Linked DNA regions of Mus musculus: regions 1, 2, 3, 4, 6 and 7 are each linked to region 5. The links are chromatin contacts, called in public HiChIP or PLAC-seq and promoter capture Hi-C maps. All regions are on one chromosome and are shown on one strand. Each heading gives the region's core, a stretch centred on a gene start, on an enhancer-like site or on the middle of the called end of the contact. The rest is flanking DNA. Distances are from core to core; before and after follow the strand shown.

What was found. Promoter capture Hi-C pulls out the DNA fragments that hold promoters and counts their contacts. HiChIP or PLAC-seq counts read pairs in DNA pulled down with a chosen protein or histone mark.
Region 1: an H3K4me3 HiChIP or PLAC-seq map of forebrain shows a contact between it and region 5, with 5 times the contacts expected there. The contact joins the enhancer-like site here to the promoter of Aldh1b1 in region 5. A contact is called at or near these places in 10 of 39 promoter capture datasets (the C10 cell line, cranial neural crest, embryonic stem cells and 5 more), 9 of 115 datasets of contacts at active chromatin or transcription factors (the SCID.adh cell line, embryonic basal ganglia, embryonic forebrain and 6 more) and 1 of 9 other capture datasets (embryonic tail).
Region 2: a contact with region 5 is called in an H3K4me3 HiChIP or PLAC-seq map of embryonic basal ganglia, with 5 times the contacts expected there. The contact joins the promoter of Dcaf10 here to the promoter of Aldh1b1 in region 5. A contact is called at or near these places in 4 of 39 promoter capture datasets (the C10 cell line, cranial neural crest and frontonasal cranial neural crest), 1 of 15 datasets of contacts at CTCF or cohesin (large pre-B cells), 10 of 115 datasets of contacts at active chromatin or transcription factors (the SCID.adh cell line, bone marrow-derived macrophages, craniofacial prominence and 5 more) and 3 of 9 other capture datasets (embryonic stem cells, macrophages and pancreatic islet).
Region 3: a promoter capture Hi-C map of pre-B cells shows a contact between it and region 5, with 6 times the contacts expected there. The contact joins the promoter of Exosc3 here to the promoter of Aldh1b1 in region 5. A contact is called at or near these places in 21 of 39 promoter capture datasets (the 3T3-L1 cell line, 3T3-L1-derived adipocytes, the C10 cell line and 13 more), 1 of 15 datasets of contacts at CTCF or cohesin (the NIH/3T3 cell line), 8 of 115 datasets of contacts at active chromatin or transcription factors (the SCID.adh cell line, bone marrow-derived macrophages, embryonic basal ganglia and 5 more) and 2 of 9 other capture datasets (embryonic stem cells and liver).
Region 4: a contact with region 5 is called in an H3K4me3 HiChIP or PLAC-seq map of embryonic basal ganglia, with 4 times the contacts expected there. The contact joins the enhancer-like site here to the promoter of Aldh1b1 in region 5. A contact is called at or near these places in 4 of 39 promoter capture datasets (cranial neural crest, embryonic stem cells, hippocampal neurons and 1 more), 2 of 484 Hi-C or Micro-C datasets (cerebral cortex and liver), 10 of 115 datasets of contacts at active chromatin or transcription factors (the SCID.adh cell line, bone marrow-derived macrophages, embryonic basal ganglia and 6 more) and 4 of 9 other capture datasets (embryonic stem cells, embryonic tail, embryonic trunk and 1 more).
Region 6: a contact with region 5 is called in an H3K4me3 HiChIP or PLAC-seq map of the SCID.adh cell line, with 11 read pairs. The contact joins the promoter of Trmt10b here to the promoter of Aldh1b1 in region 5. A contact is called at or near these places in 8 of 39 promoter capture datasets (the C10 cell line, embryonic stem cells, frontonasal cranial neural crest and 5 more), 2 of 15 datasets of contacts at CTCF or cohesin (the NIH/3T3 cell line and large pre-B cells), 7 of 115 datasets of contacts at active chromatin or transcription factors (the SCID.adh cell line, acute myeloid leukemia, embryonic basal ganglia and 3 more) and 2 of 9 other capture datasets (embryonic stem cells and liver).
Region 7: an H3K4me3 HiChIP or PLAC-seq map of bone marrow-derived macrophages shows a contact between it and region 5, with 4 times the contacts expected there. The contact joins the enhancer-like site here to the promoter of Aldh1b1 in region 5. A contact is called at or near these places in 8 of 39 promoter capture datasets (the C10 cell line, the HPC-7 cell line, cranial neural crest and 5 more), 2 of 484 Hi-C or Micro-C datasets (the AML12 cell line and liver), 6 of 115 datasets of contacts at active chromatin or transcription factors (bone marrow-derived macrophages, embryonic basal ganglia, embryonic forebrain and 3 more) and 3 of 9 other capture datasets (embryonic stem cells, embryonic tail and embryonic trunk).

The regions. Positions count from the first base shown.
Region 1 is chr4:45,506,505-45,510,391 of GRCm38.p6, reverse strand. The region is part of intron 1 of Shb (src homology 2 domain-containing transforming protein B); the gene reads left to right. Among named protein-coding and RNA genes, the nearest start is that of Shb, 22 kb to the left of the region's middle. RefSeq lists an enhancer at 975-3,887. Within about 2 kb of position 1,746, at least 70 of the 459 cell types and tissues checked have an H3K27ac peak or open chromatin away from gene starts, as enhancers often do. A contact at or near this core is called in embryonic limb bud, embryonic stem cells, forebrain and 1 more, where this site is marked.
Region 2 is chr4:45,340,107-45,343,512 of GRCm38.p6, reverse strand. It overlaps Dcaf10 (DDB1 and CUL4 associated factor 10), which reads right to left and starts at 1,412. Exons shown (of 7, transcript NM_153167.2): 1 at 786-1,412. The coding sequence starts at 1,345.
Region 3 is chr4:45,318,607-45,322,304 of GRCm38.p6, reverse strand. Exosc3 (exosome component 3) reads left to right here and starts at 1,689. Exons shown (of 4, transcript NM_025513.4): 1 at 1,689-2,034; 2 at 2,606-2,755. The coding sequence starts at 1,714.
Region 4 is chr4:45,471,759-45,475,157 of GRCm38.p6, reverse strand. All of the region lies in intron 2 of Shb (src homology 2 domain-containing transforming protein B), which reads left to right. Among named protein-coding and RNA genes, the nearest start is that of Shb, 57 kb to the left of the region's middle. Within about 2 kb of position 1,912, at least 187 of the 459 cell types and tissues checked have an H3K27ac peak or open chromatin away from gene starts, as enhancers often do. A contact at or near this core is called in the SCID.adh cell line, bone marrow-derived macrophages, cerebral cortex and 3 more, where this site is marked.
Region 5 is chr4:45,796,883-45,800,515 of GRCm38.p6, reverse strand. It overlaps Aldh1b1 (aldehyde dehydrogenase 1 family, member B1), which reads right to left and starts at 1,494. Exons shown (of 2, transcript NM_028270.4): 1 at 1,347-1,494.
Region 6 is chr4:45,295,335-45,298,695 of GRCm38.p6, reverse strand. Trmt10b (tRNA methyltransferase 10B) reads right to left here and starts at 1,528. Exons shown (of 9, transcript NM_027266.4): 1 at 1,501-1,528.
Region 7 is chr4:45,450,927-45,454,750 of GRCm38.p6, reverse strand. The region is part of intron 3 of Shb (src homology 2 domain-containing transforming protein B); the gene reads left to right. Among named protein-coding and RNA genes, the nearest start is that of Gm46852, 43 kb to the right of the region's middle. Within about 2 kb of position 1,755, at least 140 of the 459 cell types and tissues checked have an H3K27ac peak or open chromatin away from gene starts, as enhancers often do. A contact at or near this core is called in the AML12 cell line, the HPC-7 cell line, bone marrow-derived macrophages and 1 more, where this site is marked.

The DNA of each region.
Region 1 (3,887 bases), core at 497-2,996, 290 kb after region 5:
GTTGGCCACCAGCCTCCTCCCTGTAATTTATGTGCAGTGGCAGGTTAGAGTGGGAGGCCCCGCCTCTGCTGAGTACCAGTCAGCTTGCTGGCTCCGGCCCTGGGGATGTGGCCCTGACTCTGAGTTTCCCTGAAGGGTTGAAGGCGGGGCTGGCTCTTCCCAGGACTGACCTACACAGTTGGTAGTTCCTGTGGCATGTGGGGGGACAGGTACCGCTGACCCTTGGTTTCTTTTCCTCCAGAAACCTGTTCCCCAGCTCGGTGACCTCAGGCTTTTCCCAACTAAAGATACTGGTTTTCTGTTTTCAGTCCCGGGATCTAAGTCTGAGGGGAAGTCATTGAGGGAGGAAGCAAGCAGCTCACCTGCTTTGGTGCTGATGTAGAGGACAGGAACAGACCGTGTGGACCAGGCAGAGAGAAGATGGAGGCAGGCGGAGCCGTGGGGCCAAGGAAAATGGAGTGTTAGATGGAAATCTAACACTCCATGGGAATTGGGGTGGGGTGGGCACCCCTTGGAAGAAGTGGGATAGTTTTAGTTCCTGGAAAGCGACTGAGGGGAGAATAAAATTATGTCTGGCACAGGGCGCAACCTGCCACAGTCATGGAAGTTGGCAAAAACAGGTTGAGCCTGGGGCCTGGCTGAGGGGAGCATATGAGTGCCTTCTCAAGCTGTCAGCCTTGAGGTAAGAAATGGGCGTGAGTGGTCATCCCTGCAGGGACTCAAGGAAAACCCAGGGTTGGGGGCATTTGGCAAGAGCTAACAGGAATTCAGCTACTGAGGTAGGCCCAGCAGAACTAGTGTGCTTGGCCAGGCTGGAATTGGGCCCCTGTTGTTCCTGCTGCTGCCCTGCTGTCTTTCTGGCTTGGCCTTCCAAGAGTGAACTCTGAGGGAAGCTGACATGTGGGCAGAATGGAGATGGCTCTCCTGTGGAGGCAGGGCCCGCTGGCCCCAGGTGGGCGCTTTACACTTGTCCTGAGCCGACAGTTCCACATCACCTCAGCTACCTCAGAAGGCAGAGAGAGGGGGATCTCCTCCCTCCAGAAGTCATGGTTCAAGGCACCCCAAAGTCAGGGAAGCTCCGAGCAAGGCTGTGCCCCCCCCCCCCAGTATGTTACTCATACAGCACTGCTCTCCGTAATTAAGAGGGTGTGCACACACTTTGGAGGTAAGGTTTGTAATTAAAGGACAACTGAAGACAGTGACTGATATCTGGATTCTACTCCCTCCCCTTTTAATATAAGGTCTCATGTAACACAGGCCTGCCTGCAGCTCCATGTGTAGCTAAGAGTGACCTTGAACACCTGATCCTCTGCCTCCACCACTGGATCACAGTTACATCTCTAGGCCCGGTTTATGCAGAACCTAGAGCTAGGCATAAACATCTTAGGTGTACACTCTACCACTGAACCACATCTCCAGCCCCACGACTGGATTTTCTAAACCATCCTAAGCCTGCCTGGCACTGTGCTAAGAGGGTCTCTTCATTCTCGCGATAACCGTTGTAGGCAGGTAATTGTGTTTTGCTCATGAGACCCAAGTACAAAGGTTTAAGGAACTTGCGCAGAAATCTTGCTCAGGGACAGAGCCATGTCTGGTTCTTCCCCAGGGCCTGAGCTCTTTCCCCCGATGCTCCAGTGTCTGAGAGCCTGGTGCTGTCTGCACTGCCTCTCGCCTCTCCTCAGCCTTGCTGCGCCTGGTGTGCTTTATAATTAGAACAGACTGCAGCTCTGCTCGTGACATCACTGTGAGATTAATATTCAGAAACTCAGGAGGAAACGGAAGAAGAAAAGGCAGAGACTGAGGTGGTGTGTACCAGAGCTCAAGGCCTAATTAGAAGGAGTGCATAGAAGCTGACTTTGAATGACTTTGGTCATTTCAAGGCTCCCTCCCACTGCAGGTCTCTCTGCTTCTGCTTGTGCTCTGTGAGTTTGGTCCTGCCCATGCCATGAAGTTTTATCGAGGACAACACAGATCACGTCCCTCCCATAAAGCCCAACACTGCAGCAGTCATATGGCTTTCTGGGGGCTTCCCTGGCCTTGGACTATCAGGGAGTTCTTTTAATCTGGCTTTCAAGACTCATGAATGGATTCTAGACTGAGGCAGGCCAGTCCTTCAGCTGCCCCTGGATAACACTGGCTCCCCTCACCCTCTCACATCTGTGGACAGTGCCTGGGAGCCTTGCTGTTGACTCGAGACCTGTGCAGTGCCTGTGCCGTAACAGGTTTACAGCCCCTCCTGTACAGATAGTTCCTAGCTGCTGGACTCAGGGTGTGCTGGTTCTGGGCATAGTACCTAGAGCGAAGCGACTGGCAAGACGTCAAAGAAAGATTCTCTGCAAGGAAAGGGGGCTGTGTGAGTCGCAGGCCAGAGGACTTGTTTCAGTTTCTGCAAAGAGCAAACAAAGGCTGGCTGGTTGGGGACTGTACCTTTTCATTTAAAGAAAAGCGACCTCAGGCAAAAACAGATGCCCTCTCCTGGGCACCACGCTCCTGAAGCTACCTACCTTCTTGCTGAGAACCCCAGGACAGTATTTTCTACCTGCCTGTTTCCTCTCCACAGTTTGACTGTGGGCCCTCACTTCAGCTCTTGCCACTGTATCTGTCTAAAACCCTAGAAAGAAAAGCCAGACATGGTGGCATGCACATTTGAGATCCCAGTGCTAGGAGGGGGAGGTCAGAGGATGCCTAGAGCTCACTGGCTTACCTAATCAGTGAGCTAAAAATAAGCCCTACAAGCCCTGGTATGCAGGGTCCTAGAACCTATAGTAACCTCTCAGGCACCACAGAGTGGTCTACTTCCATCCAGAAGACAGTGCTGCCTGCCAGAGGGAGCAGCCTGAGCCATCTCCTCCAGGGCAGCCTTGGACCACTCCAGTACAGCCCGACATTGGTGTTTGGTGTCCAGTCTACCAGTGGCTCTTGACCTCCATTAGCATGGCCTGTAGTTTGGTCCCACATCCCCTCTGCATCCCATCCTGTGCCTGGACGCACAGGCGAGGAACCTGGCTTTATTGGTCCCAGCTGATCCCTGTGAGATTACACACATGGTCTCAATTCTTCCTCCCGGTGTCCTCAGTGGGCGTCACCTGTTTTACCATGAGGCAGCTGAGACTCGCCTAGATTAGACACATTCCAGCTGCTGGCTCAGGCGGGGCCATAAGTGGTCTTACCTCATCTAGGCTTGTGTCTTTGTACCTCTTTCAACCTGATTGCCCCTCCCCCCAGAGCCGGGCAGGAGGGTTGGGGGCTCTGAGGAAGTGGCTTTTCCCTGCAGCCAGGGTCTGTGCACCCCACCGTGGTGCGGCCTGTGCATTTCTGAGAAGTGTAACAAGGCTTGTCCTTTGAGGATAGCCATGCTGTGAGAATTGGGCCTCTGCGAACTCCCCAGCTCTGACTTGTGGCTCTGTCCCAAGCAGTGATCCTATCTCAGATAAAGCTATGGCCTAGGGATTTGTGGAGCACAGAGCCTGGGCTGCCAGACTCCCATCAAGACGGCTCAGAGGAGTCTTCCTCTCACCCTTCAGTGCTGACCTTTCCTGGAGAGGCCTTGTTGCCCTTGGGGTTGTGTGCAGCCACTCCCTCAAGAAGTCAAGTGCAGCAGGGCCAGGAATGACACTTGGTGGATGGAAGTGGGAGGGAGCCGAGCCTCCACGAGGAGGCCTTGCTTAAATCTGAGCTGCATCTGGGTCACCCATTTGCTCTATTTTTAAACTGGTTGTATGGTTAGGAGGGTCCTTCGGAAAGCTAGCCTAGGGGCGTCACCAGGAGATAGGATGGCAGGGGGGGCTTGCAGGGGCTCTGTAGCCTCTGTTCTGTAGTTGGTGGGCAGGGTCAGCTGGTGGAAGAAGAGGGTAGTAAAACCCAGGAATCATGGGATCCATTCCCAC
Region 2 (3,406 bases), core at 163-2,662, 460 kb after region 5:
TGTTTAATCTTTATGTAAATACCCATGAAAGATTCCAAATAGAGCTGAGTCCTCATCATTATGATTTAACTTAGTCGCTTCCCCCCCTTCAAGCCTATTTTCTTCTCCTTTTAATATAGTTTACCGGTTGTTTTATAATGTTTTAATATATATGTAGTCTTGATATATTGTGATAAGAATGTTATTATGTCATCTTACCGTGGAGCCACAAGCAGTATTTTAAACTTGTTGTTAAACTTGTGCACTCACAAGACAGAGTACTACTAAATTTCCCTGGGGTAGTCTGAAAATTCCCTATGGCTTGAAGTAAACCAAGAGCAATCATCTTAGCAGTCTAAGCATGCAGTCTATCCCACAAAATGGCCCAAACCCTGAGAAGCGGATTTCTGCAGTCTTAGTGTCTTTCTAAAGCCTTCATTTGTCTCCTTCGTGGCAGGATCTGGCACACGGTCCAAAGAGTCTGCAAGTTTTCTACCTTTCACATAAATTCAGATCAGAACAAAGCCAACTGAGGATCACAGGAAAACGACGAGCATTTCTTTAAAGCCTATTTGTTTTGGTGTACCAGAACGCCCTAGTTGTGTACTGGCTCCGACTGACCTGAAGCGACGGCTTAAAAGTAGTTCTCTTTCCCCGAGCCTCCAGGACCCCGAAGGGAAGCACTGGGCCTGCCTATCCCAACAGGCCAGGCCAGGGCTCATAGGTGACAAAGTACCGGGGGGCACGAAGGCCAGCGGCTGCGGCCAGCCTGAGCGGAGGGAGCCCGCTGGGGTGTAGGAGCTTACCCGTCCGGAGAGTACTCGAGGTTGAAGACAGCACCGTGGGTGCGGGTGCTGAGGTACACCGAGTCTGCGGGATGGATGGACCCATACAGGTTAGTCATCGTGCGGAAATTGTCCCGAGCCGGGTCCACGAACAGCCCGCGACCGAGGCTTCGCTCTCTCAGCCACCCGAACAGTCTGGCCCCGGGGCCGCCCAGGCCTGCGCCGAGGCCCTGCCGGCTCCGCCCGCCCGCCCTCCAGTCCGGCCTCGAGCGTCTGCGCGGCGAGGAGGAGGGTGACAGCTTTGCCTGCGACGCCGACGCGGTGGCGGCGGACAACTCCAGAGCTCCGGGAGCCGCGAACTCTCCGGCGCGCTCGGCTGGGGACACCGCGGGGCCGCCCGGGAGGCGAGGGCTCCCGGCGACCGGCGGGGGAGAGGCCGCGTCAGCTCCTCGCTGCGGAGACGCCGGTCGCGGAGCTGGAGAGGGCGGTCTGGAAGCTGCCGCCGGCCCTCCGAGAGGCGGCGGCTCCTCGGCTCCAGCCGTCTCGTCCCCGCCCGGGCTGTGGGGCCCGAAGGGAAACATGACCAACGCCCCCGCCCCCTATTCCGGGCCGCTGTCCCGCCGCCCGACAACTCAGCGCTCCCGCTCCAGCCGCCACTTCCGGGTGTCGCGCCCTAAAGCCGCCGGCTGGGAAACCCGCGCCGCCGCTAGGCTGCCCTCTGCCGGGGACGTAAAAGCAGGGACACCACCGCCGGGTGCGCCACAACCTAGGAGGACTGTGAAGTCAGGATCCACGAGCCCTGTGTGTGCAATGTAGGGCACACAGAACCCGACTACAACCAGCAGAGAGTCGGCCCTCAGCTGTCAGGGAGCACTGGCTGGCTGTGTGCCGGACCAGTCCTACCAGACTGGGTCGGATTATCTACTGTTGTCCTTACACTGAAATGGAGCAGCAAGAGGGGCTGGGGGAGGGGACGGTGATTACTGTATTATATGTAGGTCACACAGTAAAGCTCTTGGCACACTGCCTACTTACTCAGCCTAGAACTCTATAAAGATTCAAGAGCAGTCGAATTTAAAAAGCATTGGACTGTACAGGGCCTAGACTAAAGGAATCTATTGATGTCATACATATCTGCCCAAATCTTGGTTGCTGCACAGTAAGGGAAATCTTTATCAGGGTTAGAGCCTTCTTCTCTTCCCCGCAAAAAGAACATACGTGCAGCTAGGAGTAAATGAGGGGAGCTAGAGATCAATCAATTCAAATCCACAAAGCCAGAGCCCACTGTCCGTCATACTCATACTACATCTGCCAAGCACTGCCCGGGCCTTGACGATATTCCCCTGTCTCCGCCCCTGCTGCCCCTGATGATATTCCCCTGTCTCCGCTCCTGCTGCCCCTGACGATATTCCTCTCTGCTCCAGCTGCTGAGTACCTCTTTTCAGGGAACTCATTAACAGGGAATAGAGGTTTCCAGTGCAGGGAAGTTTAGTCCTCAAAAAGGATAGCCCGAGGTAAAAGGAAAGGCAGATAGATAACAAACAAAACAAAATAAACCCCAACCAATTCTGTAGGTCTGTAGCGTTGTAGGGAGTTTACGTTTTAGTGACTGTGATATAAACCTGGAGGATGTGCCAACCCGTGAAGACAGACCTGGAAGATGTCTGCAGAAAGGGACTTAGATATTCAATGGTTGAACTTTAGACAGAAAATCAAGAAATCATCATTCGGTCTGAATTGGCTCCACATAATCAGATTTCACAGTGCAGGGCATTCCCCATGAAAAGCATACTAAGGTCCCAAAGGCATTGAAGAGCTGTTCACTGGGCTGAGGATGTGGTTCAGCGGTGGAACGTTTATCTAACGTGTGTGAAGCCCTAACTTCAACCCCTAGTACCGTAGAAAAGAAGAAGAAAAAACTAACCATGTTCACTGACAATTTAGAGAATCTAAGGAAAGAAAATTGGAATAAACAAGAGTTTATAAGTTTACATGTTCTCTGTTCATGTCATAATGACTCTCAAAAAGTTAAATTGTGAATAAGCTCAAGGCAATGGTGGTTATAGCACAGAATAAGTAAGTTAGTAATATGTGGTTTTAAAAATGCTTGTATTTAATATGTGAATATTCATTTATTCCAGATATTTTTACTGAAACCTAAAATAAGAGCATATTACATTAAAACTATGACCCTAGGGCTGGAGAGATGGCTCAGAGGTTAAGAGCACTGACTGCTCTTCCAGAGGACCAGGGTTCAATTCCCAACAACCACACGGTGGCTTCACAACCATCTATAATGGGATCTGATGCTCTCTTGTGGTGTGTGTCTGAAGACAGCGACAGTGTACTTGTATAAATAAAAATCAAACTTAAAAAAAAAAAAGACCATGATTCTATAATATCAGTAAAAATAAAACCTGAGAGAGCACTAAAAATCGCACTCAAATTCAGCTGTGCCTCTTCCTGTTGGCATGCTGCCTTTAGGGGCCAGAGAGATGGCTTAGCGGCTAAGAGCACTGACAGAGGACCTTTGAGAGTTTGTACACAGCAGGCGGTGGTGGCGCACGCCTTTAATCCCAGCACTTGGGAGGCAGAGGCAGGCAGATTTCTGAGTTTGAAGCCAGCCTGGTCTACAGAGTGAG
Region 3 (3,698 bases), core at 440-2,939, 480 kb after region 5:
GAAAGCTCTTTATGAGGAGTGAAGAAAACCACAAACTGGACACCAAGAAAAAGACCCTTTTCAAAATACATAGGGGATTCAGCACCCCAAATCCAATCTTTTCTGGAGAACTGGCGTTTTTAAAGTCTTTGAAGAGTCTCTCCCCCCCCCCTCCCCCAAATGTAGGGTTGGTCGATTTGAATAAAGAATTGATGGTGAATTAGGCCAGAACTGTTGTGTAATGTGTCCTGTGCAGGCCTTGAACTTGTTCAACCGGCCCATCAGCAGGGGGCTTGCTGTTGTTGCAGGTGAGAGTTAAAAGTGTGGGGGTCCCTGCAAGCTCTGCTGCCAGCGGATCCCCAGAAAGTAAGAAGTAAACGTGGTTCAGCATGACTTAGCCGGGCTGGTACAAACTTCGGGAGTCTGACTCCAGTTTATTTTTATTTATTTATTTATTACTTATTTAAACAGTAAAACTTTCAAAAGAAAAAAAAAAAGGTTTTCTTGTGACAACTATTACCACAAAGCTTAGGACACGGTTATATCTAAACTCCCTTGCAAAGTGCATGTTTTCTTGAAAAGCACCATGACCTCTTCCACAAGAGTGGGTTCTGTTGACTGAGAAAACATGCTCAGGAGAAGAGCCTAGGGAGGAAAGGTTTTTATAATCATAATAGCAAACTCTTTTTCAAATCCATGAGATCTCTCTTATAAGGATGGAGTCTATGGACTGGAAATGCTCAGGAAAAGGGGGATTCAGGTGAGAGCTAGCTCCACAGAATGGTAAAATTACCTGGTATTCAACAACCTCCATTCCAGCCTTCCAAGTGAATAGCTGTCAATTTCTTCCATTGAAGAAAAAGATCTGCATGTTTAACAATTCTGGTTTCTATAGGACTACCTGGAAGCACATGCCCTCCTACCCTCTACACAAAAGCCTACACAGCCTTTTTTTGAGGCTGCTAAGCTTGTATTGAGTTAGGAGGTTGAGGTTGAGGAAGAAGTTAGCCAACTTGACAATTCATCACCTGTTACCTAGCCGTGGCTCCTCTCCTTATCTGCCTACCTCGGAGTCTTACTCTCAGTCTTTCAATAGCACTAATTAACAACTTGGCTGGGGCACTTGTATTTCAGTTGTCCCTTATATCCAGGGATTAAATGGCTTGCCAGCATTTTACCAAATTTGCAGGAATTGTGATGCCCCTTCCCTAAAAAAAAAATCTATAAACTCGAGTTGGCAGCAAAGCATCAAGCAACTGATCTCAGTCAATGCCAAGGCCTTCAGTGCTGTTGGAGAACTGAATCAATTACTCATTGAAGATGCCGACAGAGAAACGCTGGTTTCACAGATAACCCCAAAGTCAGAAAACTGTAAGTTCTTAAGTTCTTGCACATTGTGGGTTTTGGATTTAACAGTTTCTCACATAGCTGTTAGTGTGCTCCCAAAGAAGTAGCTGGGAGAATTCCTGAGTTACCGATGTTCCCAAGCCACTGAAGAGATGAACTCAAGTAGGTGAAAAGGTGTGATGTGTGTGGGAGGAGGTGGGAGATTGTTACATTAGGTACCGTGAAGCTACAGACACAGGGCAGGGAGTAGCACCCATGGGATGAAGCGAGTATCTCCCAAGCTCAAGTCCAACTCAGAAAGCCCACAACCACCGGAAAGAGATGACCCTGGTGGGCGGGTAGCGGAAGCGGAAGTAGATACCGGAAGCTGCGATGGTGACGCCTGCCATGGCTGAAGTACTGTCCGCGGGACCGGAGTCGGTGGCGGGCTGCCGAGCACGGGCCGTGCACAAGGTGCTGAATCAGGTGGTTCTCCCCGGGGAGGAGCTGGTGCTGCCGGACCACGAGGACGTAGACGGCCTTGGCGGCGCCGGGGAGCAGCCGTTACGCCTGAATGCGGGTGCGCGCCCGAGGCTGCGCGTAGTGTGTGGCCCAGGTTTGCGACGCTGCGGGGACCGTCTGCTGGTCACCAAGTGTGGCCGCCTGCGTCACAAGGAGCCCAGCGGAGGCGGCGGCGGCGTTTACTGGGTGGACTCGCAGCAGAAGCGGGTGAGCGGATGTCGGAGAGGCGGCGCTGCCGCGAAAGTGGGCCCCCTGCAAGCGATCATAGGTTAAGGCGAATCTAGAGCCGCGGTGGCTTCTAGCCCCCTCTCTGCATCTTCTTTAGAGGAACCACAATAGGAACACATCCTGAGAAGGGTGACAGGAGAGAAAGGTTCCGTGAGATCTTGTCTTGAAAAACCCAAAGCCTCGGGGTTGCCATTTGGTGTCCCAGTTGCAATGAGTCCAAATAAATCACAGGGAATTAAAATTCCCATAGAATAATTAAGAGCTTTCACTTAGGAATAATGTCAAATGGAGTGGGTTTCCTTGAATGTAAAGATTCTTGTGCCACCAGACTTGTAAAGGATGCTGAGAAAACTTGAAACTTGATCAAGTGTGAATTAGACGTTCATAAAGTTGGACTGGTGCGGGCCGGTTTTGTAGTTGCAGCTACATGGGGAGTATGAGTTGGCTGGATAGGTTGAGACCCACCCTGATCAACCTAGATGAAAGTTTCAGAAGATATTTTGTAATGATATTTGTATTATTTATGACTGTTCTTTCATTCTGCTTTTAGTATGTACCTGTGAAAGGGGACCACGTGATTGGCATAGTGATCGCTAAATCTGGAGATATATTCAAAGTTGATGTTGGAGGGAGTGAGCCAGCGTCTTTGTCTTACCTGGCATTTGAAGGGGCAACTAAAAGAAACAGACCAAATGTGCAGGTAATAATGGGAGTCTTTGGTTTCAACAAGAAAAAATATCCACTCCCGAGAAAGTTAACTATCCAGAGGGCTACTTGAATTGTCTTCAAAGCATAAACCAGTTCTCCAAGACAGTTTATAAGAGTTTCTCAGGCGCTGCGGCTCCAGAAGTATTGCTGTATGTCATGTTTGCAGCCTTGGTTCTTTTCTACCGGGTTGAAGAGTTACATCTGCTATCCCCCTCCTTACCTGTCATGTCTGAATCCACCCCATGAGGAAAATGGCCCTAGTCTAAGGGCCATGGGCACTATTGGCTATCTGTTCATCATGGCTCTAAATCCTTGGAGCTGGAGCTGACAGAAGAGTAATCTTGTTTCTGTAGGTTTTCAGGTTGGGCTTTCTGGGTAGTTTAGCCATGTTCTTCCTGAACACCTGAGCCAGAAATGTGCTGGCCTCTCTGCTGCTTTTTCTTCAACTCTCAAGGGTCTTTAGTCACTCAATCTTATTTGTTCCTTCTCTTATCTTTTGTATGCCAACCCCTTTGTCTCACTTTTGACAGGAGCGGGCAACAATCTTATGAACTCATTAAAAAAAAAAATCTCATTAAAAAAAGGATTGTTCAAATCACACAGAGAGCATTGTACTCAGGGGTCTTTCCTCGTGGTTTCTGTTACTTCATGGAACCATATTTAAGCTTCACAGTGTAACTGGGCTTTGTTTCCTTCCCTTGGGTCTTTATTAATGGTGTTCCTGTTTGGAGCTGTGTCCTCAGCCCTAGGAGACATCACCTTTGAGGTCCAGGCTGACTGAGTTGATGACTGTCTCATCGTCACTTGTCCTGCATATTCACCACACACTGGGTTCATTCTCATTGCCCTGTGCAGGACCACATGCCCAGGAAGCCGGAAAAGGTGTAATGATTCCCGCTAGGTTTTGTAATCACCCACAACAGTGGGGACTTACA
Region 4 (3,399 bases), core at 663-3,162, 330 kb after region 5:
GGATTGTGTGATTAAGCTCAGTGGAATCCTGCTGATAGCAGGTGGGCGCCGGGCCACATAGCTTGATCGTCATGGAGCCTCCTCTGCCCAGAACACTAGGCCAGGCCTGGAAGTTGCATCCACAGCTAGTCATGTGGCAGTTTTTAAAGCCAGCACCTCAAACATCCTAGAAACTTGGATGAGCAAGTGATACCAGAATGGAGCAGTGCTCAGTGCTAGTTCTGGAACCACAGGGTCAGTAGCTCCCCAAGAGGGTCAGGGATGACGCCTGCAGGAGGTGAAGTCCAAGCTAGACTTGGAAGCTTGCCGTGTTGAAAAGAAGAGCTGAGAGGCAAGGTCATGGTGGTGGGTGGGAGCAGATGCTGACCGTGACTTAGAGCCAGTCCATCAGTGACCACCCTGAGGTTGTCACTCTGAGCCTGTCCAGTGTTCAAGGGCTGGGGAAGCCAGCCCGTGGCCTGGAGATAAGGGCTTTAGATCCACATACAAGGGTTACTGACTTAACGTTTATTTTCAGCCAGCTGCCACTTTATGTAAGTACTGCCCTCCAGTTACATAGGCCCATGTAGTCTGATCATGGATTCTGCGTGCTTTGAGGCTTGGAAAGTGGGACCCTCTATGTATGAATCGGGCAAGCTTCAAGACCAGTATCCACAGGAACTGAGTTTCCCCCATGAACAGGCTTCAGCAGGAGCCCAGCTGAGCCTACAAAATGCAGAAGGTTTCACTTGGGGTGTCAAGGGAAGCTCAGTCCCCTGGGAGCTCAAAAGTTCACTCAAGCCCCGTGGACAGGTAGACCTCAGCTGCAGCAGGTGGCTGCCCGCCTTGCTCCCACCTGTGTCCCCTAACTAGCGTAGGGCACACAACATGGCAGCTTGGACACTTTTCAAAGCTACCATTTGAGGTTGTCTGACTTGTCTAGGGTCTCCAAGCAGCAGGAGGGTAGGGTGTTTTAAACAGCAGGCACTTCCTGCTGAACCTGGAAGAGGAATTGGTTGCAAATTAAAGCCCCCTGGAACCAGAGTGGTTTGACCTATTAGGTGGAACTGTTGGATGGGAACCAACTGAATGTTGAAAGGCATCTGTCTGAGATGAAGATTTGGGTCTTGGAATGATCTGTCCCACTCTGTTCTTCTGGAAGGTAGAGTGGAGCACACTCAAGGACCCCTGGTGGCAGTGACCCCTGTGGGGTGTGTAGGATTGGCACAGCACTGGCCAGTTCAGTCAGCCTGTAATGTGAGCCCCTCGCAGGGGTTTGTGAAGTTTCTAAATGCCTTCCCCCCTTTTTCTTGGCGTCCCGGCTGCTCATGTGATGCTTTCTTTTATTAATGTATTTGACATTGTCTGTGATAAAAGCAGACTAGGCAAGAGCCTACCCCAGTGGAGGAAGGGTAGTAGGAGACTCCCCAGAAAGATCTCGGAGGCTCTGTCAGTCCTCAAAGCTTGGCACAGGATGTCTAGCAGGTGCCTAGCCAGCTCTGACAGGGCTGGAGGTGAGCTCTGGAAAAGCAGAGGTGCTGCTTAGTCAGGGGCAGGGGGCAGATGGTTGAGCTGTTCGGTCTGGTGGCAGTAGACATCCATGAGAAAAGGCACTCTGCACCCAGGAATTTAAAAGTTGTTGGTGACAGAGGTGGGGGTAGGGGTGGGGGCGGTTTCCCTCACCTCTTTGTCTCTGCATCAGGAGGAAGATAAGCCAGAGTCTTTGGTCATGTGGCCTGTGGTCATGGTGCCTCCTTGTCAGGGGGACGTGAGTGAAATCTGAAGTGAGCCTGAGGTGGCAGCTGTACCGTGACAGCTGCCGCCCTTCCCTCGGGCTCCGGCCAGCCCCATCCTCCCCCAGGGCCGGGTGAGGAAGCTGGTCTGGCAGCAGCACTCAGCTGTCATAGCACATCAGTGGTTGTAGTTCCCAGCTCAGGGAACCATGCCAAGCGCCAGCAGATGATGTACTTAACGAAGCACTGAGGGAGGGAGGCTTGGCTCTAGACAGCGGGTTTGAGAGGCAATGCCGAGGTGCTCCTTTCTCCTGGGCTCGCTTTGGGGCTGCTTTGGGGCAGAACTGTCAAACTTTTGAACCTGGGGAACCAGATTGTGTCTTCCCAAAACAGAATTGCCTTTTGGGGGGAGGCAGATATGGAATAAAGCGAGTTGTGGGGTTGAAGTTGACTTTATCAAAAAAGCTCTGTCCAATATAAAATAGCATGCATTCTCATGTGGACCAAGCCAAAGGACTGTGTGAGTCATGTGTACCAGCTGTCAGTTAGGAACAAGGCTGTGGGACTCTGCCCGTGTGTGTCCATCCCTCCCTAATGTGGAACATCTGCACGGGGCTTTACGGTTTACAAGCCTCTTTTATATCCTTTGTCTGGTTTTATTTTATAACAGCCCCATGAAGTCGATATTAATTTTCTCCCCACTCCACAACTGAGCCTACAGGACTCCGCTGGGGCAGGCCCCTCGAGTCAGGAGCTGGTAGATTGCAGAGCCAGGGGTTGAATCCAGATCCAGAGCGTACCCACGGATATGTATGCCTCCATAGTCCATCACTGAAAAAACGTAGTTGTTTGATTTGTACTTGAATCTGCTCTGTCATGCAAGGTTGGAGGCTGGGTGAGGTGGAGCAGAGTGCTTGCTTAGCAAACACAGGCCTTCCTTGGGTTAGATCCCCACAGCAGTGCATACCCAATCAGGACGCAGGGGCAGAAGAGACTAATGCCTCCGTGCCTCTTGCACCTTATTTCTTACTCACTGAGGCCTGCTGATGTCATCCACTTGTAAGCTACAGGAAGCCCAGAAAGGTTAGAGGGCTTGCCAAGGTCACCAGCTAGAAGTGAACTGGCCAAGAGGTCACTCCACGTGCCCAGTGTGCCTTCTGCTTGCTTGTGTTGTCGTGTTGCTGCAGTCACATGTAAACACAGACATAAAGAGAACAGTTTATAAGAGGATCATTCAGTGTCCGAGTGAGCCACAAGGCTAGCAGGCCTAAGTTTGGTCACTCTGAAGATAAGGAAGTTGCCAGAGGGGACGGGGCTGTGTGCAGTCTGCTGTAGAGCTGGCCAGGCTCCTGCCCTCCAGCTTCGTCCTTCAGCCCATCCTCCACCCACTAGTTCTCAGCCTCAGACAGGCCTTCATGCTGTGAGGTTCCTGTAAGTTTAGGGGTCTGAACTGAGAGTTGACCCCAGTCCTCTGTCATCAGGAAGCTGAGTACTGTGCTCCCTTTTGCTAGCATGACTTCCACCTCAGGCTCACAGCTCAAATGCCTTGTTTCTCAAAGTTGAGTCCACATCCAGCCACCCAGTTATTTTTAGGTGGGAACTTCCTATTCTGTGTTCTATCCCAATCCGCCCCCTCCTCAAGCTGAGCGTATGTTTTCTGTCTGGCAATGGTGTTGGTGTTGCCTTA
Region 5 (3,633 bases), core at 245-2,744:
ATGATAACATGATGAAATGTAAATGTATCTAAAATTGCATAAACGACTGTTAGACTGTGTTTCTACTTCCTAGATTAGTTACACAGTTAATCTCTGGCTAGGAATAGAAACCTTGTGTCTTTTCTGTCTCACTCGGAGGCTTGCTCCACCCAGCAGTAAAATGTAATTGCACCAGCCCAGATCCTTGACCTCCACCCCCACCCCCACCCCCACTCCCATCCCAGGCCCTTTCAACCCTCTGTCCCAAGTGCAGAGAAAGAAAAAAAAAACCTAATCCACGAAAGCAAGGATCCCACCAGGTCCTTAGCCATACAGAAATCAATGCTGACCAGAAAAAAGCCCTCCCAGGGGAACCTGAGCCAGCAGGCCCATCAAGGACATCTGCTTTGTCCTTGTAACCAAAAGACCAGGATCTCTCTCTCTCTCTCTCTCTCTCTCTCTCTCTCTCTCTCTGTGTGTGTGTGTGTGTGTGTGTGTGTGTGTGTGTGTGTGTGTGAAATTGCTCTTAGGTCACACCAAGGCTCTGCTGCTCAGAATCTTCACAGGGTCCAAGTGGTTGCTTTCATTTTGCACATAGAAAAGTCTCTGGTCCGGCTGGAGAGCTGGCTAAGCAGTTAAGAGCACTGACTGCTCTTCCAGAGGTTCGAAGTTCAATTCCCAGCAACCACATGGTGGCTCAAAACCACCTGTAATGAGATCTGACGCCCTCTTCTGGTGTGTCTGAAGTCAGCTACAGTGAACTCACATAAATGAAATGAATAAATCTTGAAAGAAAGAAAGGAAGGAAGAAAGGAAGAAAAGAAGGAAGGGAGAGAGGGAGAGAGAGAGAGGAAAAGAAAAGAAAGAAAAGAAAAGAAAAGAAAAGAAAAGACAAAGCTCTGGTCACAGGTTATCCAGCTTTACAGTTTGCGGTTCATCTTCTCACTGTAAATTCAGCAGCCTCCCTCCCTGTCCCCGTCAGGTTGAGTAGAACAGATTTTGATGGCTACTCTAGAGGGAACCACAGATGTTCAGGGACACTACTCTCTCATCTTTGGATTTGGATTCCCAAAGGCCTAGCTTTGTGGTTCCTCCCAATATCAGATACTCATGTCCACCGAGTGAAAGGCCTGAAGTCAGAACCCCGGAACACACACTTAGACCTAGCCTGTCCACTATGGCCAGTGGCTCTAGCCCCAGATGGGAACCAAGATGAGAAGGTTTGGGTGGTTCTGTGTTCTCCCAGCCCATCCAGTGTCTCCCCGATAGGAAGCGGCGTGGAAAGAACCCAGCAGTGCACCCGGAAGAGACCTGCCATTCGGGGACCGTAGCGTGCCCCAGTGCGGAGGGAGGGCGGCGGTAGCTACCTGCGGTGGTCTGGGGCTCAGGCTCCGAATCGCGCTCAGGCTCAAATTCTAGTATCAGCGTTCTCCGGTCAGTTCAGCAGCCGTGCGGACCCGCCTCGCTCAGCCGCTAGCCAGCCAATGTGGTTCCGTCACCAGCTAAGCTCCGCCTGCTCCCGGCACCGCCCACCACTGAGGGATCTCGGCTCAACACCCTGATTTCCCCTAGCCTAATCTTAGGTCCAGCATCAGGCACCTTCCAGAGGATTCTGATTTGGCTTCTTTGGAGCAGGCATCTCAAGTCTGAGAGCCTAAGGACACTCCTTTGACAATCAAAAGAGGGACCCAGAGAGAGGTGGGGTTTTCCTAGGATCACATGCCCGGCTCTATCCTGGGACCCCTCCTTAAATATCAACCATTGACAGACCTTGTTGATAGAGTGCCGCGGATCAGCATTCCTGAGCCTGTTTTACTAAGACAGTACTGAAAATTCTTGTTCCAAAATCGTGAGCAGATCGGATACATTCCAAACAAAATGGGCTATGTTGTTTATAAAGTCTACATTGACCATTGGTCTCTGCTTTTGAGCTGAGGGTGGACAGTTGGGCCAAGACCCTGGGGTTGGGGTTGTAGGAACTGAAGATTTTTAAAATAACATGCATTTTAAAAAAACAGCCTAAAATGCAGTCAGAAAGACAGTGGAAGTGAGTTACACGGGGATTAGGCTGGCTGCCATATTGTGTGAAGAATCCTGGCGGTGTTAAGTAGCTAGTTACAGATTAGTGGATTTGAAGGACACCACTCTCATAACCAATGGCTTATAGGATTGAATCTGAAATCGCAGGACTTTATTACTGGTCAAAGGAGTGTGATCTTGTCATAGCTCTTATCCTGGGTAGAGATATAACATGCTGTACTGTCTTGGGTGGAGGTGTCATTAATAGATAACTATCTAAACAACCCTCAGCAAGATTATTGCCTCCCTTCAAGCTTTCTGGTAAAAAAAAACAAGACATACCATTCTTCCTTACTTTAAGAGTGAATCCAAATAGACCTGTCCATCACCCAGACAGAAAACATTCCTTAGAAACAGCTACCTGCTCTAGAAAAAGCCCACTCACAAATGGTCAGCACAGTGGCAGTGGTCTCTGACCTCTGTCTGCTCTCACGTGGTCCCTTTGGCTATTGTGCAATCCCCTACTGCTGGGTGATAAATTCTACCTACCCTCCACCTACACTCTGAGCGTCTCTTCTAGACCTTTCCATGGAAGTCACAGAACTAGGGAGTCACTAAGAAAGGCTGGCACAAGATCCAGGTGACTGAAAAATCTGGAGTATTCTCCCTTTAGAACTCAAGGAACAAAATATGTACACCAAGTCTCTGAAAGTCCAGATCAGGCAGGGTCTGTGGAGTGCCAGAGGGCAAAGCCAGACCAGTGTGTGGGAGGTTATGGGGCACCCCAAGAAAAACATCCTGGCAGAGCATAGTAGGAACTGGGCATGTAGCTCGCCCAGTACTTGTGAAGTTTGAATACAATCCCCGGTGAGGAGACAAAACCCAGAAATGCCCCCCCCACTCCCCGCCCAGGGAGCTCCACTCAGTTAGAGCTGAACCCTTAACGATGCAGCAGAGGAGGAGTTTAAGGCGGTAAGTGTTACTATTTGCTCTTTATCTAAGTGAGTGAGACACGCCACACGCACAGGAAAAGGACCAAATATACCCAAGTGTGGATATGGGCTTCTCAAGGAAGAGTCTGGCTTAGTTAGGTGTCTTTACTATGGCTCTAGATAGATGGGTGGATAGATAGATAGATGATAGATAGATAGATAGATAGATAGATAGATAGATAGATAGTGACTCTGGTTTCTAAGTTACCTTGTTCAAAATATATAATTTACAAGAAGGCAAAAAGACTAAGCAAAGTTTTAAAATTACGTTTTTTAGGGTTTGTTGTTGTTTTGGGGGTTGTTTTTTTTTTTTTAGTTTAAAATATGAGCTGGTCTACATATTGACCTTGACCTGAAGCCTGTCCCTGTAACTGAAGCTGTCAGGTGGTTTTACAAGAGGCATTGCTCAGAGTTAGAGATGAGAAGGGTATGCTCACAGCTCCGCTCAAGGCCATGGACATCCCGGCCCTGCAGAGTTCTTGGTTGTTTTGAACATCCTGTTTAAGAGTGTCCAGGAAAACAGGCACCTCTTCTGTGGGCAGTCTGGCTTTTGTCAGGTTGTGTCTTGACTCTCGGCCAGCCCGCCTGCAGACTAGATCCCAGGGGGAGCGGCTTCTGCCTCTTCCCATCACTCTCCCTTAAC
Region 6 (3,361 bases), core at 279-2,778, 500 kb after region 5:
AGGGAAGTAACTCAGGAGAGCGTGTGCCTACCATGCATAAAGCCCTTGTCTCAAACCCATAACATAAACCAGCTGTGACAGCTTAGGTACTACTAGCACAACGAAAAAAGAAACAGGAGGGTCAGAAGTTCACGGCTCAAGTTCAAGTTCATCCTTGGCTACATAAAGACTTTGAGGTTAGTCTAAACTACCTGGGACCCTGTCTCAAAATAAATCTGTGAAATATATATATTCACAAGTATGTAGCAGCAGATATATAAGAGCATCTAAATGTTTGAGAATTACACCACTCTTCTGGCCAGAGTCAGCAGCATTTTCTATTTCACTCACCGTAATCCAAAATCTACACACTATCTGCACAGATCACTAAGGGCTCTCTCCCTTCTGTCAACTTTCTTTTTTCTAGAGGATTCTATTTATTTATTTATATTTATTTGTTTGTTTGTTTATTTATAGACAGGGTTTCACTATGTAGCCCTAGCTGGCCTTGAACTTGCTATATACTGGTTGGAGACCAGGCAGGCCTCCAACTCACAAATCTGCCCTGTCTCTGCCTCCCACATTCATCCATCCAACCATTCATCCATCCATTCATTCATTCATTCGTTTGTTTGTTTTTTGAGACAAGGTTTCTCTGTACCCTGGTTATCCTGGAACTCCCTCTGGAGACCAGGGTGGCCTAGAACTCACGGAGATCTGCCCGCCTCTGCCTCCCGAATTAAAGGCTTGCACCACCACACCAGAGCCATTTTATTTTTAAAAATTATGTATGTGGCTATGTGTGCATCAGTTCAGTACAGGTGTCTGGAGCTTAAGTTACAGGCAGTCATGAGTCGCCCAGACATGGGTGCTGAGAACTAAACTCCCATCCTCAGCAAGAGCCATCTTTCCTGGTAGCCCCTCCTCCATCATTTTCTTTTACGCTCTGTGGTATACCTATTCCCCAAACATACTAAATATCCCGATGTCTGCATAAACTGTGACCTACCTATTTCCCAAACATACTAAATATCCCAATGTCTACATAAACTGTTAATCTCTGCCCACATGCTCTTCCCTTAGTCTCACACGTCCTCAGATCAGGCATATTTTCACTATCCAACACCACCTACTTATTTTTTGTCTGATTTTTTCACACCGTTCCAATAAAATTAAATGTTCCGTTTACTCAGACTCTCAATAAATACTTGGAGTTAACACCGCCGTCTCCGCCTTAGACCTTTTCTAGCCCAAGTCCCACCTGATGAGCACAAACGCCGTCGCTAAGTGTCCAATCATCCTGTTTGCATAGGTCTCTCATTTTCTCATTCTGAGCCCAACCACCTTCAGCACCAGAACACCTGCTTAGATCCCAGGCTGCAGGGAACGCGGGTCACACTGACTCGCGTGCTGCGACCGAGGAAAGGCAAGACCCAGACTCCCCAGGGCTGTGGGGTGCCTAGGCGTCTCGGTGGGACCCCGCAGTCTCTAGCCAACCCTCAGAACCAGATCTTGGCTTACCTAACACACCTTGCTCAGAAGAGAACACAGTTGGTCCCGCCCCAAAGCCACTTCCGGTTCCTGATCAGCTTTGAGTGGCATTCTGGGAGTTGTAGTTTTCAGTCTAACAACGCACTAGATGATACCAGTAGATTGGCTGGGCTTCTATACTCTGGGTTATCTGTCTGTTAGTTGACGATGGCAATTCCAAGTCCTCGTAAACCTTACATAGCTCAAACAGGTGACTAGTGGCTTTCTGGCGACTTTAAACCAAGCTCTAAACCACCTACTTTGTCTTTTTGGTCAGTATGGGGCCCTTAAGATTCCCTGGGTTTCCCTTCAACCAGCAGGGACTATGAGCTAGCACAGCCCTTTCCTGAGCACACAGTGGTCCTTCTGCCGCCAGGCTGTCCAAGTTCAAAGCGCAGACAAGACTTAGCAGGCAAAGAGTCTAGTGGCTAGTTACATACCTTGAACATCTCCCTTCACATATCAACTCAGAAATAGGCTCAGATGCGTGAAGCGACTAGTCCAAGTCTTGTCTTTACTTTTCTTTTTTTAAGATTTATTTTTGTTCATATGTATGGGTGTTTTGCCTGCATACACATGTGCATTTCATGCATGCTTGGTACTTGGGAAAACCAGAAGAGGGTATTGGAATCCCACTCCCCCGCACCTCTCCAACCTGCCGCCCCCATCGGAACTGAAGTTACAGAGAGTTATGAGCAGTCATGTGGGGGCTGGGAACCAAACCTAGGTTCTCTGCAAGAGCAACTGTAGTGGCTATTCCTGGTTGTCAACTTGACAATATTTGGAATGAACTACAATCCGGAATTGGAAGGCTCACCAGTGACCCTTATCTGGAGGCTTGGAGATCCTTATCTGGGTCTTGGTTTGAAGATCTTGAGCCATAGTGGCTATGGATTCCAGAAGATTGAATCTCCGAGTTTAAGGAACACACCTTTAATCTGGGCTACGCCTTTCATCTGGGATTAAAGGTGTGGTGGGACACACCTTTAATCTGGGCTACACCTTCTGCTGGAGACAATATAAGGACATTGGAAGAAGGGAGTCTAGCTCTTGCTCTTGCTCCTTCGCCTGCTTGCTGCGTGAGACTGAGTAACTGCTAGATCCTTGGACTTCCATTCACAGCTGCGACTGAACAATTGTTGGGAATTGGGCTGCCGACTGTAAGTCATCAATAAATTCCTTTACTATCTAGATACTATCCATAACTTCTGTGACTCTAGAGAACCCTGACTAATACAGAAGTTGGTACCAGGAGTGGTTCTAGAGTAACAGAAGTACAAGGATGAATCTTTTAAAATACTGGAATTGGCTTGTTGATCCACCAGCACTTTCAACTATTGAAACCTCTCCAGATTCTCTCCCTCCTGGGAGCTCAGAGAATTTTGAAGACCCATGGTTGAAACTATATTCTGAACTTAAAGAAGCTAATGACCTTGATTTTCTTAATGAATTAGGTGATTCAGTGCACAAAGCTTTCTACAAGATGGGGAAAAAATCGGAAAATGATTTTACTGGCTGGCTGCTCTTAGTATCTGTGGAAAAAATGATGAATGAAAGGAAGGAGTTGTGTGATAAAATCGAAAGGCTCCAGACACAAGTAAACGATCTAAAAGTTGCTAAGTGTGTCCTTGAGGAGAATCTTCTCTCTTGTAGCAATAGAGCTCAAGTTGCAGAAAATCAAACAGAAACTCTCATTGTAAGGTTGGCTGAACTACAGTGAAAATTCAAGTCTCAGCCTCAGAGTGTGTCAACAGTTAAAGTAAGGGCTCTAATTGGCAAAGAATGGGATCCTACAACAAGAATGGGATGTGTGGGAAGACCATGTTGAAGCTGAGAATTTTGAATCTTCAGA
Region 7 (3,824 bases), core at 506-3,005, 350 kb after region 5:
GGAGGCCTCGTTTACAAAGCTCGTTCCTGATGATGCCTGGCAGTGGGAAACAGGGACAGAAGGTCTGGAAAGCAGCTCTGCTGTCCCTGTCCCCGTCCCCTCTGTTACCCAGCCTTCACTCCTGCGCATGCCACCTGAGGCTCAGGCCAGCAGTCTGAGTGAAAGCGGCCTCTGCCTCTCCCTGTGTTAGAAGCGATCTGTTTGGTCTTCCTAACTTGAGCTGCAAATAAGCCACCGAAGAAGGTGTTACCATACCAGGCAGCCACCTGAGTCCTGACTGTGTGTGTGTCAAGGTGTGAGAAGTCACAGCTCTCTAGAGGACTCCACGTGGAGAACCTCCAGTTACTCACTCATGACATCCTGTGCATCAGGTGAGGGGATGAGGGAGCCAGGGAGGGTGTCACAGCTCATCTCGGGTGACACCAGTGTTAGCCCTTCCAGAAAACCTCCCCTAACACAACGGTCCCCTCTCGGCCTCCTGGATTGGGCTGAGCCTCCTGTCATATTCTGTGGGTAGTCTGTTCCAGAACAGCCAGGTGCACCGTTGTCATGGTAATCTCATGGGGTGCTGGTGCTGTGCCCCGTGGGTAGCCCCTCTGGAGTTTTGACTCCTCTACATTATCAAGGGCCTTTGAAAGGACAAAGGGAAAGTGATGTCTTGTGTGTGTGTGGCTGCTTCCTAACAGGTGAGAGTCATCCGAGGCAGCTCAGTTGGCTGAGTTATTTAAAAGAACCCCAGTATGGTAAGAGGGGAAGAAGGAATGGACAGGAAGCCAGCTTTTATTGAGCAGTGGTTACGAACCTGGTTTGAATTAACCCTGTCAAGCCCTGCCGTGTGGGTGTTGTTTCACTGTGGTAACATAAATGAACGTACTGAAACTCAGACAGTCAGCAGCTCACCTGCAGTCCCATAGCAGTGAACTTGGGCCCATCTGAATGAACAGTATCTTCACCACCCACCACCGTTGCATTGGCCTCATTTGAACCTGGTACAGGGTAGCTTGGGAGATCCCTGAGGTGGAAGCAATTGCTCCATTTGCTCTTTGGCCTTAGCATTGGTCTGGTCATTGCCCCCACAGCTGCAGATACCTTGAAGTTAGTACCCTGGTGCTGTGTGCTCTGGGCATGGCTCACACTTCCTGCTCCTTGTGCCTCCTTGGGGACCCAGAGTCTGCAGAGGGTCCCACAGGGAGTCTCAAACCTGGCCACAGCGCTCTCCACACTCCAGCCCTGTGCTGCCTCACAACAGGCTCTCTAGAGTTCCAGAATGCCTCCTGTCTCCTTCATGGCCTCCCAGAATGCCTTGGGCCTGTGAGGAAATTAACAATTGTGTTTGTAGGGGAAGCTCTTTGCTGTGTAATGAGTAACAGCCGTAATTAATGTTTAACATGCAGGTCTACCAAAGGAAGTGTGGGGGCAGGGTTAGAGCTGTAGGGACCTCTCTCTCCTTTGGCTAGATATTATTGAGGGACAGGTTTCTCTGGTTGGTTTTTCTGTCTGACATATTAATGAGTTCATTTATTAGTCTTAAGAAACCGAAAGCACCAGCTCCATTACGTGCTGTTAGAAGGGTCTCTGCAAACGTCTTCTTTTCCTGTGTGGAATTCAGTGAGTGGCTTTGCCCTTCGGCTCGGCAGGTCAGAGATCTCCATGGGGATGGAGACTGTAAGCCGCATGAGGTCAAAGCTCCGCCTGCCCTGTGCACAGATGGGGCCTTACCCAGCTTCAAGCCTGGTGCCCAGTGAGTGCTGGGAAGTTTGTAGTTACTGAGTCAGGCCTGGCCACACAAGTCCCACCCACGCTCTCTTCCAGGCTAGGCTCTGCCAGTGGCCGTGTGGCAGCAGGTACTTGGTGCTCACATCTGTCCTCTTGTGTGTTGGACATCTGTCTCCTGGCCACATGAGGCCAAAGGAGTCCTCAGTGGGAGGTTACTTTCGTGTGGCCAGTGGCCAGACCTCCTCCCTTCCTGCCTATGTCTGAATTCCCTCTAAGAAACTGAAAGTGTGTCCTTCCTGTCTGTGGAGGAAGCCACTGCCCTGAGCCTTGTGAGAGCTGTGTTTGTGGCCAGCACTGGCTTGTCTCTCCCTTCCTCATTGTCTGCAGTGGGCAGTGCATGGACACACACAGTGGGCGGGCGCTTCCTCCAGTGCAGAGCCTGCTCTTAGGACCAGCAGATGGAGGAGTAATCACTTTCTCCAGGCTCTGGGAGGCTCGTGGGTGTCTGCAGGTGAAAAGGTTACAGATCACAGAGGGCCTCAGCCTTGAGCGATTCCCAGTAACAGGTGACAGGTGAGCCCCTGGAAGGAATCAGGTGCTGGGGCCATGGGTCTGGATTCAAAGCTGCCGTTTGCTGACAGTGACATATTGTCTGTGTCTTCTCACCTGCAGGTTGAGGGTGGCACTAGGCACTAAATGGTAGGTGGTGGCTGTTGTTACTGCTGTGGGCTCTGATATCTGTTGCCCTGTAAGGAGATGTGTGCCGACCTTGACTACGCCTGAGGAGACCCTGGTTCTAGCGCCATAGTTCTCAGCTAGGGAATAAGCTGTGGTGGAAAAGATGGCCACTCTCAGGTGTGGAACCCTCGGTGCTCCATAGGTCTTCTGCGGTCAGCACTCAGCTCTGCTGTCCGTGTTTTCTCTGGGGACACAGTCACAGATGAAAGGACAGAGGTGAGCACTGCCATCCTGTATTCACCGTCCCAGGCTAGGCAGAGCCATGTAATTGGTGTTCTGGAACCATTGAGGCTCAAGGCCTGCCTCTGAGCCTTTCAGAGTCACCAGCCCCCACTCTTCTTGTCTTCACACATCCTGTGAGGCAGCAGAAGTACCCCAGAGGCCTCTTCTTGATCCTGCAATTGCAAACCTGTGTGAGGCTATTTCCTAAGAGTCTTGCAAAAGAAGGGCTGAGGGGCGCACTGGAGAGTAGAGGGTCCTTTGCTCTGTGGGGCTCCGTCTTGGCATCTGTGGGGTGTGGGTTCTCAGAGTCAGTGGCTTAGTGTATATGCAGGTTTGGAACACTGCAGCTGAGGGTGTGCCACCGCAGAAGGGAAGTTTTAGTCACGCACACGTGCTAACTACCTTGGGGTAGGTAGTCCACCCCACCTCCAAAACCAGTGTACAGTCTCCCCTCCTCAACATGCTGACACCCACCTGGCTCTCGGTGGCATCTGGCATTGTATGCAGAGCCCTGCATGAAAGGTGCCTGCACAGGTTGGCATCCGGCATTGTATTCAGAGCCCTGCATGAAAGGTGCCTGCACAGGTTGGCTCACCTTCTGTCTCTCTCAGAGTAGTAGGACATCAGTGAACAAGCCACAGACAGACCCATAACTGTCGCAGCCCCTCCTGTGCATCCCATACTGTTTCCTGAGAAGGCTGGTCCTAACTCCTGGTTTATCACTGAGGGGCTGAAGGGATCTGTGGCAGCTTAGAGTCCCCTGTCCCTGCACACTGCCTCCTCCTCACCTCATTGCCTCTGCTAGTGGCTGCTCGATCCTGTGCCGGACAACAAATAAGCAGAGGCTGCAGGCTGGCCAGAAAGAAGAAGCAGGATTGCCAGGGCAGTGCCCACTCCGCCTGGGAAACCTAGGTTTGAGGAGGCTCAAGGCTACTCATGGCAGCCTGCAACATTAGCTGAGCCAAGTTCTACAGCCATACAGACCTGGTTTGTAAAAACATGGATATAGCAGCACTAATCTCACAGATGAGAGGAAAATGTGCTCCCCAGATCTTCTGTAGTGTCCACCCACCTGTGGGAAGTACAAACTGTAAGAATGAATAAAACCACTTCCAAGAGGATTCTAAAGTAACTTGATTGGGACCGGC